2 separate regions of the Mus musculus genome follow, and region 2 is linked to region 1. Evidence: chromatin contacts called from public promoter capture Hi-C data. All regions are on one chromosome and are shown on one strand. Each heading gives the region's core, a stretch centred on a gene start, on an enhancer-like site or on the middle of the called end of the contact. The rest is flanking DNA. Distances are from core to core; before and after follow the strand shown.

Region 1 (4,878 bases), core at 1,240-3,739:
GTGTTTATTTTATGTTGTGTGTATGAGTGTTTCGGAAGAAGATGTCAGATCCCTTAGAACTGTGTTGCAAGTAGTTGTGAGCCACTATCTGGGTGCTGGGAATTGAACTCTGGTCCTCTGGAAGAGCAGCCAGTGCTCTTGAGTACTGAGCCATCTCTCCAGCCCTTCCTCCTTTTACTTCTGAGAGAGTATTTCATGTTCTGTTCTGGCCTGGAACTCACTACTATAGCGCATGTAACCAAGTGTGACCTTGAACAGCCTAATCACCCCGCCACTGTATCCTGAGTGCTGGGATGACAGGTTAGGACCACCAGCCCAGTATAATTCTTTGTGTGTGTGTGTGTTTGAGACAGGGTCTCACTGTGTAGCCCCTGCTGACTGCAACTCTGCGATCCCGCCTCAACTTCCCAGTTGCTAAAATTATAGCCTGACCTTTGCCTCCGTTCCTGGTTACCTTTCTGTTTTGTTTTTGTGGTTTTTGTTGTTGTTTACTTTTTAAAGTTTTTTAAAATTTATTTTATGTATGAGTGATCTATCTGTGTATACACTTGCCTGCTGGAAGAGGGCATCAGATCCTATTAGAGATGGCTGTGAGCCACCATGTGGTTGCTGGGAACTGAACTCAGGACCTCTGGAAAAGCAGTCAGTGCTCTTAACCACTGAGCCATCTCTCCAACCTCTTGTTTTTGGTTTTTCCATTTGTTTGTTTTGTTTTTTGAGACAGGGCTTTATGTATGGTAGGCAAGCTCTATACCAACAGAAGTACACCTTCAGCCCCTATTTTATTTTGATTTTTTTAAAAGCAAAAATCTAAAGATAGATTCCTATAGATGACAATTGGAAAGAGGGCTCCGTGGTCAAGAATCCTTGCTTTTGCAGAGCAGTCAAGTATATACCCATGCACCTGCATCAAGTGCCCGTAACTCCAACTCCAGGATATCTGGTGTCCTCCGGCCTCCACAGGGACCGTACACACATGATAAACGTATAGCTGTACACGCATGAGCAGAGATTGTTTCTTTAATTTAAAAGAAAAGAAAAAAGCTGTGCAGAGATGGTAGGTGGCCATCCTCAGCCCTGCCCCCTCCACCCAGGTGCTGCGAGTGTAGCGTCTCCCTTTCACACCAGTACTACGAGAAGGATGGACAGCTCTTCTGCAAGAAGGACTACTGGGCCCGCTATGGCGAGTCTTGCCACGGGTGCTCCGAGCACATCACCAAAGGGCTGGTCATGGTGAGCCACTTTCCCCTACCTGCCCACCTCCTGAGGCAAGTGTGCATTCACTCACCGCCATCATCCCCTGTGTGTCCTGGGCCCATCTCTTCATCTGTCCAGACCTGCCAGTCCTCTCCCTGTCCAGCAAGATTCTGTCTGGGTTGCCCTGCTTTCTCCCGAACAGGAGGATAACGATGGCTTTAGGGACAGCAGGCACCACAAAGCTATGTTGTGTCCTCACCCCTACAGGTGGCTGGGGAGCTGAAGTACCACCCTGAGTGTTTCATCTGCCTCGCCTGTGGAAACTTCATTGGCGATGGGGACACCTACACACTGGTGGAGCACTCCAAGCTGTACTGGTGAGTCCTGTGGGCCTCTTCAAGCCTAGGGGCCTGCACCAAGACTGCCCATACGCAGGCTTTTATGGTACCATGAAAGTTAAACTACTCTATAGTGAGTTCCATACTCTATAGTGAGCTCCAGGCCAGAATGGTACAGACATGGTACCATGCTTCACCTGGTAAAACAGGAGAGGGCAAGTACCATTGCTCCCTGCCTCCATGTCAGTAATTGCAGTGCCTGTCACCCTAGCTTTTCAGGAGGCCAGTGCAAGAGGACTGCAAGTCTTAGGCCAAACTGGACAATTTAGTGAGATAAAATCTTAAGTACAAAGAGATCTGGGGCTGTCGCTCAGTGGTAGAGCCTCTGCCTAGAATCCTCCAGGGAGGGCTAGGAGTGTGACTCAGCAATAGAGGACTTCCATGTCATATGTAAGGCTCTTTGTTCAGTTCTGAGTACTACAAAAAAAAAGAAAAAGAAAGAAAGAAAGAAAATGACTGAAACCAAAGTGCCCCCAGCACCAGCTCTCTACTTTCTGCCTCTGCAACGTAGCTCTGCCTCTAGCCACAGAGCTGGCACAGACCCCACTAGCTATAGACAACATCCCTAGCGGGTCTATTCCTGCTGCAGACACCAGCTGCACACTCAGGCGTCCCCAGGCCCTTCCAGCCCAGTGGCCTCATGTTTGATGGTGTGCTGGATAACTAACTCACAGAACTGCAAACGGTGCTGCAGGCCACAGTTGCACCAAGCGAGGGCACCGTCCACCTCTCCCCCAGCCCGACTTAGGTTTACGAACTGGGATGCCACGCTGAGGCCCAGCACCCAGGGAGTTCACTGAGGCTTTAAGTCATGGGCCACGTGATTATGCTCTGTCTCTGTCCTGCGCCTGAGAATCCAGGCTGGCTAGAAGCTGCAAGCCTTCAGTCACTGTCAGTGACTGTGGGACCAGCCCTGATGTGACTCATTTGCATAGACTCAAGCATCCTCCAAAGGGCTCATAAATAACAAAGATCCCCCTGTTCCAGGGACTTAAGAGTCTTTCTCCCCAGAGCCAGGGACTAAAAATCAGACAGATTCTCTCTTATGAAACACCAACAAAGCTGGATTCGAGAACAACGGACCCGATCCCAAATGGGTTTTTAATGACTTCCTCCCAAAGGAGACATATCCGCAAGGGCCTCGCCTTATCTTGGCCATCTGACAATATCACCGGATAGACAGAGCCAGAATGGGGCCAGCAAGATGGCTCAATGTGTAAAGGTGCTTGCTGCTAAGCCTAATGAACCTAAATCTCATTCCCAGGACCACATGGTAGAAAGGAGAGAACTAACTCACAAATTGTCCTCTGACCCCCCCCCCCCATACTCACTTTGTGGCATGCATACCTTCCCCAAGCCCATATACACACAAACAATTAATAAATGTAATTAAGGGGGCTGGAGAGATGGCTCAGCGGTTAAGAGCACCAACTGTTCTTCCAAAGGTCCTGAGTTCAAATCCCAGCAACCACATGGTGGCTCGCAACCATCTGTAACAAAAAATCTGATGCCCTCTTCTGGAGTGTCTGAAAACAGCTACAATGTGCTTACATATAATAAATAAATAAATAAATAAATAAATAAATAAATAAATGTAATTAAAAGACATAACAGTGGCCAGGCATGGTGCCGCATGCCTTTAATCCCAGCATTTGGGAGGCAGAGGCAGGTGAATTTCTGAGCTCGAGGCCAGCCTGGTCTACAGAGTGAGTTCCAGGACAGCCAGGGCTACACAGAGAAACCCTGTCTCGAAAAAACAGAAAGAACCCAGACATAACAGTCTGCTGAGATGCCTCAGCAGGTAAAGGCATTAGCCACTAAACAACAACCTTAAGGACCATGATGGAAGGAGAGAACCAATTTCAGCAACTTGCCTTTCAACCCCCATATATTTTGGCACACATACTTGAACAAACACACACAGAAATAAAAGTAATATTAAAAAGATTATTTTTAACAGAATAACTGAGACCCAGAGTTGGGGGCTTTGAGACAACTGGGCCTGCCTTGTCCTATCCCGCACCCCACCGGTTTGCTGTGGGCTGCAGCGAAGCATCAATGACTTCCCCCCAACGCTCTATTCTTCCCTTTCTCTTTGGATCCGCACCACCGATGGCGTTCACAGTGGCCAGTGCTACTACCAGACCGTGGTAACTCCAGTCATCGAACAGATCCTACCTGACTCACCCGGCTCCCACCTGCCCCACACAGTCACCCTCGTGTCTATCCCAGCCTCTGCCCATGGCAAACGAGGCCTGTCTGTCTCCATCGACCCCCCTCACGGCCCACCAGGATGTGGCACGGAGCATTCGCACACTGTCCGAGTCCAAGGGTGAGTGGAATGCCACGCTGCCAGATGGGGCTCTGTTGTAGCGACCTGATTGTATTAGTTAGCTGTCTGCTGTTGTGACAGGGTGCCTGATGCAAACAACCTGTGTGGGGAAGAGATGGCTCTTAGCTCACGGTTCAGAGGGTGCAGACCCAGAGTATCCACATACTAGAAGCAGGGGGAACTGAGGTCACTTCCCCCAGAACCCATTTTTAAAAAGTACAGGGGCTGTCAACATGGCCTGTCAGCTAAAGATGCTTACCACCAAACCTGACAAATTAAGTTCCATTCCCAGGTCCCACACAGTGGAAGGAAAAAACCAACAGTCCTCTGATTTGCACGCATGCGCGCACACACAGACACATATTCACACAGTAAATAAATGAATATAAAACAATTATGTTTTAAGTCAAGCAGTGCCTGTGCCTGTAATCCCGGAGTTCCGGTGTTGTCCGCTATGAGCAGCTGTAATGAAACATTGGGCCACACACACACACACACACACACACACACACACCAACAAAGGAAAAGTCACCAAAGAAGAAGAAGAATAGCAAAGAGTAAGGGGAGCCGTGCAAGTGGGCGGAGAACAGGAGGGATGGGCAAGTGTGGTCGGATGCCTTCTGTAGTGCATGAGGGTGCGCAGCGAAGCCTGGTGTTGAACGTAGTTAGTAGACGCTAATAGTAAGATAAAACTGGAGCTGGAGAGATGGCTCGGCAGTTAAGAGCAACAGGCTACTCTTTCAGAGAACCAGGGTTCCCAGCAACCACGTGGTGGCTCACAACCTTCTAGCTCCAGACACCCTTGTGGCCATCAGGCATGCCTGCATGTGGTATATAGACATACATGCAGGCAAAACACCCATGTAAAATCTTTTGTCAAAGGTAACAACTAAAACCACAGTATATTGCAATTTCCACCTCAGGTCACACACACACCTGGTGGTCTTGGCT
Region 2 (4,878 bases), core at 701-3,200, 92 kb before region 1:
CAGTGAAGTGTGGATGGGAGCTGGCAGTGGGAACGTGGGCTCTGCTGCGCCTGCGCAGTCCTTACTTGTACAGTCCGCCGAGTCTGGTTCCCCGGCCTTCCAGGCTGTGGGAGCTTGCATGGTTGTGCCACATAGGTCCACAGCCTCCGACCTGTGCGCATAGCCACAGTCCCCAGTCCTCAGAAGGACAACTTCCATCACCCCGTGCCCGTGTAACCTTCACCATAGGTGGGCAGTAGTGAGCAACCTTTCTTTACACTGACAGACTTTGGGTATGTCCTACCTGAGAACCAGTGACAATGTCCCATCTTATACTGAGAGAGAGTCTGTCTGTCACTATCTCTGGACATGGGGTCACTTGAGGGAGTGAACCAGCTTGTGCTTCAAAAGGTGTATCTTAATCTCTAGTCTTCCTGTCTCCTTGCCCTTTTTAGCGGGGCCAGGGGCATGTTAGGCAAGTCCTTGTGAGGCATGTGACATGCGCACAGAGGCCCGAGGTCAACATCAAGTGTCTTCCTCAAGTGCACTGCACCTTATCTTATTTAAATTACATGATCTTATTTCTCTGTGTGTATACATGTAGGGGTGTATGCATGCTGTGGTCCCCATGGGAAGATCAGAAAAGAGTTCACTGCAATCAACCCTCTTGTTCTTCCACGTGTCCTAAGGGATCAAACTCGGCCATCAGTCTTAGTGGCTAATGTCGTCACCCACTGGGCCATCGTGCTCATCCCTCCACCATATCCTTCACTGAACACAGCGCTCACCATTGGCTAGGCCAGCTAGGCAGAGGGTTCTGTCCACCTGCCTCTACCGTCACTACTCAGGGTTTATAAATGCACCCGACTATACCTGGTTGTTTTGTGTGGCCTGGAGATCTGAACTCAGACCCTTGTACCTGTATGGCTGAGCCATCTCCCCAGCCACAAAGCCCCACCCCTTTTATAGCCCTTCTATAATCCAGGCAGTCCTTGAACCTTTGATCCTCCTGCTTCAGCCTCCCAAGCAGCTGGAGTGATGGGCCCGTGTCACCAGAACTGCCCCCACCAGTGGGACCTGTTTTCACTAGGACCTGTTAGACAGGGCCTAAGGATATCCATGAGTCTTTACATTGGGGCAGAGAATATGTGCCTTTGGAAAAACAGGGACATGGTGGCAGATTGGGGAAATACCTCCTAGTTCCCACTTGCTACATGTGATCGGCAAGCTTGGCCTCAGGGTGGTACCCAAACTGTTATCTGCATCTGGAGTACGAGGCTATCGAGGTGGAAGATGCTAATACAAAACTCAGGGCTAGAAAGACCCCACATGGGAGCCCAGGACAGTTACAATTCAGGAGTTCTGGTTTGGGAATTTTGAGGCAAAGTCTCATGTAGCCCAGGCTGGCCTCAAACCCATGCTGTATCTGAGGGTGATCTTGAACTCCTGATCCTCCAGCCTCCACCTCCCAATCCCACTGGGATTTACAGCACCACACTTGGTTTGGGAAGTACTGGAGATGGAACTCTGGTCTTTTAGGGTGCTCAACAAGGGCTCTCTCAACAGATCGACCACCCAGTCTGCTTACTCGGGTTCTAGCCAAACAGCTTCCGAGGTCCATCTTGTTAGGAGGGGGGTCTGGGGAGGTGCCAGGTTCAAACTGCTATGGGCCTTGCTAATCTCCAGCCCCCTTAGCTTTGGAACATATGTGTTCATGTGAGGTTTGATCATGTTTGCCCTTGGAGACCCAGTCTCCGTGTTTGGCCTTCTAACTCAAGGGGTGTGAGGTCCTAAAGCTACTCCCCAGAACATGTGTAATAGCACCCAGACTCCAGACATGAGACAGTGAGGAATCCAGAATAAAGCAGGCAGGGCCTCTCTCTGATCAGGGTCAAGCACAGTCCAGGAGAGAGGCTGGGCCATTCCTTGGCTCTCCTGGCCTGCCGGGCCTCCTGCCTGCCCTCCTGCCCAACCTTACTCACTTGGCCCGTGGTGAGGCCTGGAACCAGTCACATCCGGCCCGGCCGTCTAAACAGGCCCGAGGCCCCGGAGCTTGCTGGGCCCAAGGGGAACCCAAAATAACATCTGAATCAATGTCCCTATAGACACCCTCACCCGCCAGGGCCCAAGGGAGGAGCCTAGAGACACAGCTCAGAGACCTAGACTGCTGACCAAGCTGGCTCAGGCAGCAGTTAGCTCTGTGGGGCCTCAGCCAATGGCCAACGGCACCCAAGGACAAGCAAGATGGTCACAGTGAGGTGATGAAGGCTGTGAAGAAATAGGGAAGAGGGGGGACAGCCCAACGCAGGGGGCGGTGGCCAGTGTGGATAAAGGGACTGGGAGAGCAGAGGGGTTGGACCTGACCACATAATAAGCAAGTGACTTGAAATGCTATGAAAATCTACAGGCTCACCTCACAGAAAGAGATGTGAGCTACAGACAGTCAGGCTAGCAGGTGGCTCAGCAGGTACCGAGCCTAGGGACATGAGTGTGATCTCCTGGGACCCACATGATGGAGAGGTAAAATGGACTCTTGATAAGTTATCCTCTGACCTCAACATGTAAGATCTCACACACATGCACACACACACACATACACATGCACACTCACACACACACACACACACATGCATACACACACACATGCATACACTCATGCACACACACACATATGCACACTCTCTCTCTCACACACACATGCACACTCACACACATTCATGCACACACACATATGCACTCTCTCTCTCACACACACACATGCACACACATGCATACACACACTCACACACACTCATGCACACACACACATATGCACACTCTCTCACACACACACATGCGCACACACGCACACTCACACACTCATGCACACACACATATGCACTCTCTCTCTCTCTCACACACACACACACACACACACACACACATGCACACACACTCATGCGTGCACACACACACACACACACGGGACCATCAGCATAGCCCAGAGTGAGAAAGAGACTTTTTTTCAGAGAGCCAGACCTTGAAAGGTGGGTTAGTTCTGACCATGGAAGAAATGAAGGAAACATACAAGAGACAGGGGATAGGAACAATGTACTCTAGGGCTCAGAGAATCACCCCAGAACTAGTCTGGGGACCCACTTCCTTTCAGCAGCTAGATGCAGATAGCCCAAATAGCCCAGTCATCTGAATAACCCCCCCAACACTGTTCCAAGAGCCACATATGCCCATTGGTTCCCTAGGGGACCACCAAGGACCCAGTAGAAGAGACAGTCCATACTGAGCCGTCCATACCTTCCCGTTCATCCCTCCAAGGAAGGCCCAACCTTAGATCAACTTGAGGACAAAAGAGTCTGCCAGAATTGGGGACACACTCTAGGTCAGTGACATTGACTGACATATTCTGGGGTGGGCTGTGTTGAAGGTGTTGTTATGAGACCTGGGCCTAGCTTAGAAAGGGTCACAAGTTACATGGCCCCAACGCTTCCCCAACACTGGTCCAGGCCATGTCATGTCGCTACATTCCCCTCAGATAAAGTCAGTGGTACCCCAGCTGGAACGGGAGGCTGTTACCTGAGTCCCCACCGGCTTGCAGACCTAATCCCCCCAGCTTTCCTGAGAACGGCTCTGCTGTTCTTGGCTGATGGCCCCTGCTGAGCCTGGCACAGCCTGGGCTCTGTGCCCACCTGGGAGTGAGAGTCTGGCAGTGGCCCAGCCCGGGCAGTGGACATCGTGAAGAGCTAAAACGAAGGCCCAGGCAGGCAGAAGGGGCCTCCCTCAGGTTCTGGTCAGTGGCCTTGCATCATGAGGTCAGACTTACTCCGAAGCCCTGCTTTGTCCAATGGGAATCACAAACACCCGTCTCAGCTTACCTGGCAATGCTCACGGACAGACCCTCCGCTCCCCACTTTCTGAAACCAATCAGGGCTACCCAAGAGAGAACAAGCCTGAAGAATCAGAGGAAAGCCTTGGCCCACCCTCCCCTAACAGGCCTCTATTGATTCTCCAACATGTTCTCGGCTTTGAGCCAAGTAAAAAGAGTTCTTCGTTCGGCTCCTTCCCACCGTTCAGGTTTCTTAGACAGGCCCAGAGCCAGCAAACTGAGGGGAAGGAAGCTGCAGGGAGAGCATAGACTAACAGCGGCTACGGAGCTGCCCTGGGGAAGGCATACACAGCACCCCTTAGTTCTTTGGCTCCTCTCCATCAGAAGAGGAAACTGAGGCTCCGGAGGAGCGTCGCCTATGCGAGATCACGAGAGAGATCACGGAGCAGCGAGAGAAGCAGCAAGGCCTGATTGGGCCAGAAAGGGAGAGAGGTGATGGGCGTGGCTGAGTTGGGAGAGTGCTCAAGTGGCATAAACGGATGCCCATCCGTGTTCAATACCCCCTCAAATCACATAAACTCGGTATGGTGGTTGCATATTCTGGCACAGGAGGTTTAGGCGGAAGGATCGGAAATTTAAGGTCATCTCTGGCTATACAGCATCTTTGGAGCTAACCTAGGTTCCACGAAACCTTTAAATAAATAAATAAATAAATAAATAAATAAGGAAGGAAGGAAGGGGGAGGGGAGGGAGAGTAGGGACACCAACAGGGAAGGTAGAGGGTAGAGTCCAGGAAGAGCCAATAACATAGACTGTCTCATAAGTAGCAATACAGCACAGCAGGGCAGACCTGGGGACACCCTGCTGACTCCTCCTACCAAAAAGGGCCCTGAAGACTTTTCACAGGCTGCTCTCCAGCCTGCGAGCCTGCTGCCTCCATCAGTGCTGAGATTATAGGCATGTGCCATCACAGCCAGCCAGAAAGCACAGAACTCAGGATATATCCAATTAGGCTTTAATCCCCACCATATTTTCAATGTCCAGTGCAGGGCCAGGAATAGGAGGAGATGCTCAGTTAG

The links. Capture Hi-C pulls out chosen DNA fragments and counts their contacts.
Region 2: a contact with region 1 is called in a promoter capture Hi-C map of adipose tissue. The contact joins two enhancer-like sites. A contact is called at or near these places in 6 of 39 promoter capture datasets (embryonic stem cells, hippocampal neurons, liver and 2 more), 1 of 115 datasets of contacts at active chromatin or transcription factors (embryonic stem cells) and 2 of 9 other capture datasets (adipose tissue and pancreatic islet).

The regions. Positions count from the first base shown.
Region 1 is chr5:134,669,367-134,674,244 of GRCm38.p6, reverse strand. It overlaps Limk1 (LIM-domain containing, protein kinase), which reads left to right. Exons shown (of 16, transcript NM_010717.3): 3 at 1,095-1,233; 4 at 1,465-1,574; 5 at 3,721-3,927. Among named protein-coding and RNA genes, the nearest start is that of Gm10369, 4.3 kb to the left of the region's middle. Within about 2 kb of position 2,489, at least 29 of the 459 cell types and tissues checked have an H3K27ac peak or open chromatin away from gene starts, as enhancers often do. A contact at or near this core is called in adipose tissue, where this site is marked.
Region 2 is chr5:134,760,698-134,765,575 of GRCm38.p6, reverse strand. The region is part of intron 1 of Gm30003 (a long non-coding RNA gene); the gene reads right to left. Among named protein-coding and RNA genes, the nearest start is that of Eln, 16 kb to the right of the region's middle. Within about 2 kb of position 1,950, at least 19 of the 459 cell types and tissues checked have an H3K27ac peak or open chromatin away from gene starts, as enhancers often do. A contact at or near this core is called in adipose tissue, where this site is marked.